Linked DNA regions of Hordeum vulgare: region 1 is linked to region 2. A link is a contact called in public Hi-C data. All regions are on one chromosome and are shown on one strand. Each heading gives the region's core, a stretch centred on a gene start, on an enhancer-like site or on the middle of the called end of the contact. The rest is flanking DNA. Distances are from core to core; before and after follow the strand shown.

Region 1 (4,653 bases), core at 491-2,990, 440 kb before region 2:
ACTGGTGGGCCAGGAAGCGATAGTGTTGACCACGTCGCGCGCCCGTGCTCCATGCTGGGCCGGCTCATTTGTCTTTTTTCCAGTTATACTTATATTCTCGTGTTTGTGGCATTTAAAATCTATTCAAGCATTAGAAAACAAATACACAGCACTAACAAATACACCTAAATATTATAAGAATATATGTGTGTAATTTCAAAAATTCTTGTTGCATTTCAAAAATTGACGCATTTCAAAATAATGTTCATGACATTTAAAAAAATGTATACAATGTAAACAAATGTCACATAGTTAAAACAAATGTTTCATACCATACCAAAAATGTTCAACGGGTATTTGCAAAAATACATGTTAGTTTTCAAAAATAGACATAAATATATATATTTAGAAAAATGTTAATCATGTATTTCCAAAATGTTAAACGTGTGTAAAAATGTTTCTTATTTATACAAAAATGACCAATGCGTGTGAAGCAAATAGGCAGCGTTAGTTTGCTGGTCTCTCCGTGGGATAAATTTTTGACTGGTCAATCAGAATGACCTCACTCTTTCTGTGATAATATACATATGTGTGGTGAGTTCTTATTAAATAAAAACATAAACTTTGTCATCCCTTTATTACGTCATGTTTTTTAACAATGTTTACACATTTCTTTAAATGCCATGTCATTTCGTCTTTACAATGTTTTTTCTCCAATGTTCAAACATTTCTTTAGATGTCATGTAATTTTGACCCCGCGTTTATATATTATACTCCCTCCGTTCCGTGTACAAGTCATCTTAGGTTGTGCACCGCGACCAAGACAAATAGGAAAGCAAAAAAATAATGTTAATTTACTAATTAATACCATGACATGCAATGAATTGACCAATGCATGCGGTGTTAGTTAGTCCAAGTCATTAAAAACGTATACGCCCTACGCCTTTTGTTGGTTGATTCTTTTATTCATGTCAAAAAATAAGAAACGAGATAAAAAATAATGCATCGCTCCGAAGTGTTCTGAAGTTATTTGATTTTTGTAAGATTGAATTATAAACCGGAACGAAGGGAGTATAAAGGATTGCCCTGATACATTAATGAGAACCTGCTTTGGTCCGGTTGTTTCACGCGAGCGAAGTAGCAGTAGATCTCTCGTCGAAACCCACCCGAACCATTCTTTTTTTCTTTTTCTTTTTATTAGTATTTGATTTGAGGTGCTTCCTTGTTTTTTTTTTGAGAATCTTGACGTAATTTCTAAGTAAAACAAAAATGAGGGCACAGACAGTTACATCGAACTGGGGCATATGGCCTAGTCTTACCCCCCGCACGCTGCACCAATTCCAGCCATACTGTTAAAAAAAATAAACAATGGTCATACTTCTTTTTGTTATATCTCTGGTTCGGCACAAGAGCACGATCCGGCTAAAGCGCAAGTTGCACGAGTGCCAAACAAACTAACCGGATATTGGAATGAACTGTGCTCTACGTTGCCACGCATATAAACATTGACGAAGACGATGCATAAAGAATATGACGAGGGAGCAAGTACCGTCCACACCACACCAGGGCTTGTTTGGCTTGTGCTTGTGCTAGCGGCTAGCGGTCGTGTTGCGTTTGGCGCGTGAGGAACAGCGACCGCGCACGCGAAGTTGCTAGCGGCAAAAGAGAAGAAAGAGATGGAATCCATCGTCTTGGGAGGAGGGTTCCTACCAGACAGCTTGTTACGTCAGGAAACGGCCGGCTCCACCGACGGCCCGGCGACACCGAGCGAGGAGAGCACGTCGGAGGAGGGTCGTCACACGTGGGTTAGCACTGGGAGCCGTACATGCTCACCGGCACACCTATACACTCAAATTACCTCCCCCCAAAAAGAAAACCTTGTACACTGAATGAAACATATCTTGACTTTAAAGCATCTATAACCGCAACATGTAAATCCGCCCCATCAAACATTCACGAACACGTCCAGATGCGACCGATCACGTCTTAAATAATGCATTCTACAAACGGACACCTCAAATATGATATTTCAAATCCATATAAATTTATGAAACTATTACGTCGATACATTGTACACATCGTTCGACTACTCCATCACTACTAACATGCAATCGGACTATCAAAATTTAGCATCTTTGGCTATGGTGGACATCATCTATGGCTACCCTTCCTCTTTTCAGAGTCCTTGTCGTCCTTCTCGCGGAAGTACCGGTCGAAGACGCAGTACGGATCGAGCTGGATGTGCTCATCGCCGGAGCTGTCCTCGCCGTCGCCAACCTCCTTCTCCACCTTGAGTGGCAGTCTCGCCATTTCATGGACTGCTCGATTCTGCTCTAGGGCGAGGGCACACATGTTCCTCCGCTGTTGTTTCTTCGAAATGTGGGCACGGATGGCTGCCTCCTGTGCGGCCACCCGCGCCGCCGCCATTTCCTCCGTGATACGGGCCCCGACGACAATTATCCTCTTCTTCCCACGACGGGCAACCCGTTTCTGGTGGGACTCACGGTCTGTCCGACCGGTGATGGGGAAGTGGAGATTTTTCGACCGTCGCGATGATCCGGCCCAAGAGGACCCGAGCGCTCATTGAGCCAACGCGATGGAGTCGCGACGGACACATCCTGTCGTTGGTCGGACGTTGTCCTAGTGCCCGTTGCCCCCATCCCCCCTCTCCCTCGCTCGCTTTCGCCCCTGCATCGTGCAGCCGCAGCCGTCGCCATGGCCAAGTTCTCCAACGCGGCCACCGTGCTCCTCGCTGACTAGGAGCGTGCCTAGAGGGACCGTCGACAGCCGCTGCTCCTTCGCCAGAATCGAGTCGCTTCCTACTTCGGCCACCGCTGATCTTCGCCGTTCATCACATCGATTCGTCCGTGTCCGGCCAGCCCCGGCCTCCCCAAGTACCCCCTCAAGCTCCGTTGTGAGCCCGAGTTCTCCTCCACCTCCCCTTGCTCCCTCCTGTGTGCCATAGCTAGCTCCTCGTCATGCACTACCGCTATCTGTTGCTCGATCGATGTAGTGGTCGCTACTCTCGCCACCCACGACATCCACCAAGCACACCTACGTGCGCAGGGCCTCGTCGCAATGCCATTCGTGCCACGGAGCCATCTACCTCGCGTCGCAACACTGTCGATTCTCGTGTTCGCGCCTCGCCGCCTCCACGGCCCCTCGCCGGCGCCCCTACCGACTGCCACAACAACCACGACCCCCACTGTCGGATGCACGCGAGCGTTGGGAACTCGTAGATCTACTCTGCACACGATTAGGTGGACCGTACCAAATTTCCGACCCAGTCCGGCGAAGTTTCGTCGCGGCACGGCTCGTCGGAGTTACTCGAGTCGCCGATGATGACCTGGTCACCCAGGTGGCCCCTCTAGGTCACTGGCCAGGGGGCCTCGCGGGCCCTGGCCAGTTGACCTGGTCAACTGGTTGACTGGGCAGCCCCAGCCGCTACGAGTGGGCCACACACCCCGGGCCACTGACATGTGGGCCTAGGGTCATTTTTACTTAAGTTTTAATCTAAAATAATTAGTTTAAGTTAGATAGTCGCTCCCATGTGGGTCCCTCCTCTAATTAAATATGTTTCACTTATAAATAATTATTGATTAACCCACTGTCTATGACAGGTGGGGCCCACTGGTCAGGTTTGACTAGTCAGCTCCCATGTCGACTACTCACTCGAGCATGATGTCATGCTGATGCAATAAAATATTTTTCTTAGTTAAATTAAATCTATAAATTTCAAAATATTAATAAAACTTTGATAATTAATATAAATTAATTTGTAAGTAAGATGAAAATAATTTATATATAAAAGTTGATCCGGAAAATCCCACGAACTCGAATATGATGTCCGTTCATGTGTCACATGCTCCTAGCATGATGAACATGGGCATTTGGCGTTAGGATCATCTCTAACGTAGTAGCCCGAGATCCGAGAAATATCGTCACATATTTTCCGCTCCGTCCATGACGTGTAGTACTGCGTTAGCTCATGCCTAGCACTGCATATTGCCAAGTCATGCATCATGATGCACCTGCTTGCCTTTATTTATTGTTTCTTCCCCCTCTTTCTCCGGTAGACGATGAAGCTCATGCTGCTGCCGGGTAAGACTACCCCCTTGACAACCAGCCTTGGGCAACAGAGCAACAAGGCAAGCAACCCCCCTTGATCCTCCCAATACCGCCCATTCTTTCTCCCTCATGCTTGAATTAGATTTTGCTACTGTTGTAGATAGCTCCTATTATGATGCATAGCGTGTTTTTGTTAAACTGCTACTGCACCTACTGCATTTTCAATGCTTAGTATAGGTGCTTAGTGATCCAGAGTGACCCCACTAGCCCCAGTTAACCCTGCTTTATCACCAAAGAGTCGATCAACTCATCGACGAGCCATGACCCGTCACATCACTACACACCCCTTAGTTGTACGACTCTACAAAGATACTATCGAGTACCGAGGGTGACATCTCGTTACGTACTCCGGATGTTAGCTCTCTAGTGTAGTTAATCGAAGGTGGATTACGGATTTCTCCTTCACCACTTTCGATAACGACTCTATCGTGCAACCCCTCAAGCGTGGACCATCGAGGGTGATTCCTCCCTCGTCACCTTGATGGTTACATTGAGTGGAATCCATTGAGGGTGATACCTCCGATTCTCTGATGTTATAGACACACG
Region 2 (4,586 bases), core at 702-3,201:
TCTATTGCCCTTCTTCGTATTTTTTTGTTAATTTGAAATGTAGATTTGACCAACAAATATACATTATACGTCATAAAACTTATACTATTGAATTCATATTCAAAAGAGGTTTGAGTGATACTATATTTATGGTATATAACTTATTTACTTTTTTCGAGGGTACACCAATGACGTACCAAGCTTTGTAGAAGGCAAGAAATATGTATAAGAGATTACATGTAGCTAGTTAGCGATCACAAGTCGATCCTAACCAGCACAACCCTCCCCTCCACTCCTAAAGATGACTAACTACTCGGCTAATGGTGTGACTCCAAGTGCTCCAGCTCCGACCCAAGTACCAAAATCATCGAAGATAAGGTCAACCGTACCCCACTCGTTCTTGATCTGGCTCCCGTCAAACACCCTTCCATTGCGTTGCTTCCAGATGGTCCAACAAATAAGTATGAAAAAGGTGTCAAAGCCTCTACGGGTAGGCTTGGTGATACGCTTCCTCGTCGTCAACCACCATTGGACCAAGGTGTCGTGTGGTAAAGGTACAATGAGGCCAGCAAGGCCCATCCTGGTGAAACAGATGTACCAAAATTGCCGAGAAAACACGCACTGCATGAGGATGTGCTCAAATGTGTCTTCCTCCTGGTCGCACATATAGCACGGTGTTCTTGCAATCCATGACGGACCCTCCTATCAGAAGTCCACAAGCGGTGTTGCACCGTCAGCCACATGAAGATCTTGCTCGCAAGCGGACTCCAACACTTCCAAATGGCAGCGAAAGAGGGAAACCTGACTCCTCCCTCATAAAGCATCCTGTACGCTGAAGAGGCGAGTATACACCAATGTTGTGCCAAGCCCAGATCGGTCTGTCCCCCGTCTCCGGATCGGGCTGCACGTTCATGAAAATCTCCCAAAGAGAGATGAATTGGGCAAGGCCCTCAGGGCATAACTCCCCAACGATGTCATTAGTCCATGCCTGAGACAGGAGAGCATCCTTGACTTTGCGACGGTTGACAACTTGTGTCCTGACCTTTGCCACCACAAGAGGGGCAATCTCCTTGATCGTGGCACCATGAATCCATCTATCTTTCCAGAACAAGATGTTGTCGCCCGCTCCTAAATCCCAACTGACTAGACTGTCAAAAGTCTCGGACACACGTTTGTCTGCAGTTAGGTTCAAACCTTGCCATGGCATGTCCCTGTCCGTGCGCCTGAGCCACTCCTAGCGGAGCCTCAAAGCAATCCCATGCTTGAATAAGTCAATGACACCAAAGTCACCAAGGTGTTTCGGGCGACATACTCTAGTTCAAGAGACCACACACTTGCCACCATGTACCTCCTCCTATCCAGCCCAAAAGAAAGCACGACACCACTTGTCAACACGATCCAAAGCCCAATTGGGCGCTTCACCAACTAAAAGGTGGTGGGTAGCGCGCGCCTGCACGACCTGATTCACGAGAACGAGCCTTCCAAGGCTGGTGACCAACCCTCACTGCCAACCAGGCATAATGTGAAGCGCGGTATCCACAATTGCATGCCATTCAGACCTCTTCATCTGTTTGATGCTAAGTTGAAGACCAAGATATTTGCAAAGGAATTTGTCAATCCTCCACGGGAGGGTTGTCTTTACAAGCTCCTCATCCACACTCTCCGATCTGATCATGATAACATATTTACTTATTTTACTTCCTCCGTTCCTAAATACAAGTATTTTTAGAGATTTCATTAAGAGACCACATACGAAGCAAAATAAATGGATCTGCACTCTAAAATATGTTTATATACATCCTTACGTAATCCTCTAATAAAACCTTTAAAAAAGAATTATATTTAGCCACAAGTCAAAGTTTAACCAAGGAAACCAGCAAACCAGACGGAGGTAGAAATCAAATCACACGGTGGTCAGGTCGGTGGGAAAGTCCCGTCTAGAAGAGCCTGTGCTACTCCTGTGCTGGAGGAAAGGAAAACGAAAACGAGAATGGACGCGCGGACCACGCGGCGAAACGGTCAGGATCCTCCTTCCGCCCCACTCTCTTTTAAGCCCCCCATCCGCCCGTACTCGTCGGCGCCGTGCAGTTGAGTGCTCGCTGCTCCCTCCTCCTCCCCTCCAAGATTCTTCTTCGACCCCTCCCGATCTCCAAGGCGCCGCCGCGCGCCAGATCTCCTCCGCGCGCCCGCGGTGCGCCCTCGCCGCCTGCGCGATCTGCCTGGTGAGCCCCCCCCCCCCCCCCCCCCCTCCCCCGCTGCCTGCTCCTAGATCCGTGTCCTCGCCTGGAATTCCGGTGGCGACCTTGCGGTCAGACTTGCGCAGTGTACCATTCCCGTGCGTGTGTTATTTGCCGCGGCGAAGAGTTCGGTCGTGGTTTCACGTTGCGTATATGTGTTTGCCACCGCTGGACTGTGTTTGCCACCGCTGGACCTGGGGATCGTGATGATGGAAGATTGATGGGCGCCTAGTGAAAATTGCATTTGCCATGATCAGGATATTGTAGTGCGGCGGGTGTTCTGCTATGCCTGCTGATGGCTGTGGTGTCAGTTTAGTCAATTCTCTACTGTTTTACTACTCCATAGCCTGCTCATGGCTATGGTATCAGTTTAGTCAGTTATCTACTGTTTTACTATTCCACGGCCTGCTGATGGCTACGGAGTTAATAATGTTTTCTCTATTCTTCATTGATGGTACGAGTATATCTGCTTTTAGTTTTAGCAGGAGTTGCCTTGTTTTCCTAGTAACTTCAATGATAAGTTTGTAAGAATAATTAATAACACGTTGCATGTTTGGATATTAATTTGCAGGCCAAGATGGCGACCTATGAGCCCAAGAACATCCTCATAACTGGTGCTGCGGGTTTCATTGCATCCCATGTGGCAAACCGGCTAATTAGGAGCTATCCTCACTACAAGATTGTTGTCCTTGACAAGATTGACTACTGCTCCAACCTGAAAAATCTCAACCCTTCCCGGCCATCACCAAATTTCAAGTTTGTCAAGGGTGACATTGCAAGTGCTGATCTGGTGAACTACCTTCTCATCACTGAGTCCATTGACACCATCATGCACTTTGCTGCCCAGACTCATGTGGATAATTCGTTCGGCAATTCATTTGAGTTCACAAAGAACAATATATATGGTACCCATGTTCTCCTTGAGGCATGCAAGGTTACTGGCCAGATCAGAAGATTTATTCACGTCAGTACTGATGAGGTGTATGGAGAAACTGATGAGGATGCTGTGGTTGGTAACCATGAGGCCTCGCAGTTGCTTCCGACAAATCCATATTCAGCTACGAAAGCAGGGGCTGAAATGCTTGTGATGGCTTATGGGAGGTCTTATGGTCTTCCTGTGATTACGACTCGAGGCAACAATGTGTATGGGCCAAATCAGTTCCCTGAGAAGCTCATCCCAAAATTTATTCTTTTGGCCATGAAAGGCCTGCCCCTTCCAATTCATGGTGATGGCTCTAATGTCAGGAGCTATCTGTACTGTGAGGATGTTGCTGAAGCTTTTGAGGTAGTTCTTCACAAAGGAGAGGTTGGACACGTGTATAATATCGGTACTGTGAAGGAGAGGAGGGTAATTGATGTGGCGAGTGACATATGCAAGCTATTTGGCTTGGACACCGAAAAGGTCATCAGGTTCGTCGAGAACAGGCCCTTCAATGACCAGAGGTACTTCCTGGATGATCAGAAACTGAAGAAGTTGGGATGGGCAGAGCGCACAACATGGGAAGAGGGTTTGAAGAAAACAATTGAATGGTACACAAGTAATCCTGAGTACTGGGGCGATGTTGCCGGTGCATTGCTCCCTCATCCAAGGATGTTGATGACGCCTGGAGTTGAAAGGCATAACTGGACTGAGGAAATCAAATCTCTTGCTTCTTCGCCAGCTGAAGCCAAGGAATGTAACACAGTAGCTGCTGCAGCCACTTCCAATAGCACCAGCAGTGCCCCTCAGAAGGCCACCTACAAATTTTTAATATATGGTAAGACTGGATGGATTGGTGGTCTACTCGGGAAGATATGTGAGAAGCAAAGCATACCTTATGAATATGGTAAAGGGCGCCTACAAGAGCGCTCTCAGCTCCTGCAGGACATTCGAAACGTGAAGCCGACTCATGTTTTCAATGCTGCTGGTGTCACTGGAAGGCCAAATGTTGACTGGTGTGAGACCCACAAACAGGACACTATCCGCACCAATGTTGTAGGCACCTTGAATCTTGCTGATGTTTGTCGTGAGCAGGGGTTGCTCATGATTAATTATGCTACTGGTTGCATATTTGAGTATAATGCTGAACACCCTGAAGGGTCTGGAATTGGTTTTAAAGAGGAGGACACGCCCAACTTTGTAGGTTCATTTTACTCCAAAACCAAAGCCATGGTAAGCTCAAATATTTTCTTTATGATGTGTAACACATATCCTTTTGCTTCTCGTGGAAACAAACTCATGTGTTGTACCTACATGTAATGCAGGTGGAAGAGTTATTGAAGGACTATGATAATGTCTGTACTCTTAGAGTCAGGATGCCCATATCATCAGACCTAAGCAATCCTCGGAACTTCATCACAAAAATAGCCCGCTATGACAAGGTGGTGAAC

The links. Hi-C and Micro-C count contacts between places; a contact is called where the count stands out from the background.
Region 1: a Hi-C map of leaf shows a contact between it and region 2, with 4 times the contacts expected there. The contact joins the enhancer-like site here to the promoter of LOC123449002 in region 2. A contact is called at or near these places in 2 of 6 Hi-C or Micro-C datasets (leaf and seedling).

Annotation. Positions count from the first base shown.
Region 1 is chr4H:470,160,743-470,165,395 of MorexV3_pseudomolecules_assembly, reverse strand. No RefSeq gene overlaps it. Among protein-coding and RNA genes, the nearest start is that of LOC123446642, 150 kb to the left of the region's middle. Within about 2 kb of position 1,740, at least 2 of the 3 cell types and tissues checked have open chromatin away from gene starts, as enhancers often do. A contact at or near this core is called in leaf, where this site is marked.
Region 2 is chr4H:469,716,758-469,721,343 of MorexV3_pseudomolecules_assembly, reverse strand. LOC123449002 (trifunctional UDP-glucose 4,6-dehydratase/UDP-4-keto-6-deoxy-D-glucose 3,5-epimerase/UDP-4-keto-L-rhamnose-reductase RHM1-like) reads left to right here and starts at 1,951. Exons shown (of 3, transcript XM_045126061.1): 1 at 1,951-2,201; 2 at 2,788-4,368; 3 at 4,461-4,586. The coding sequence starts at 2,794.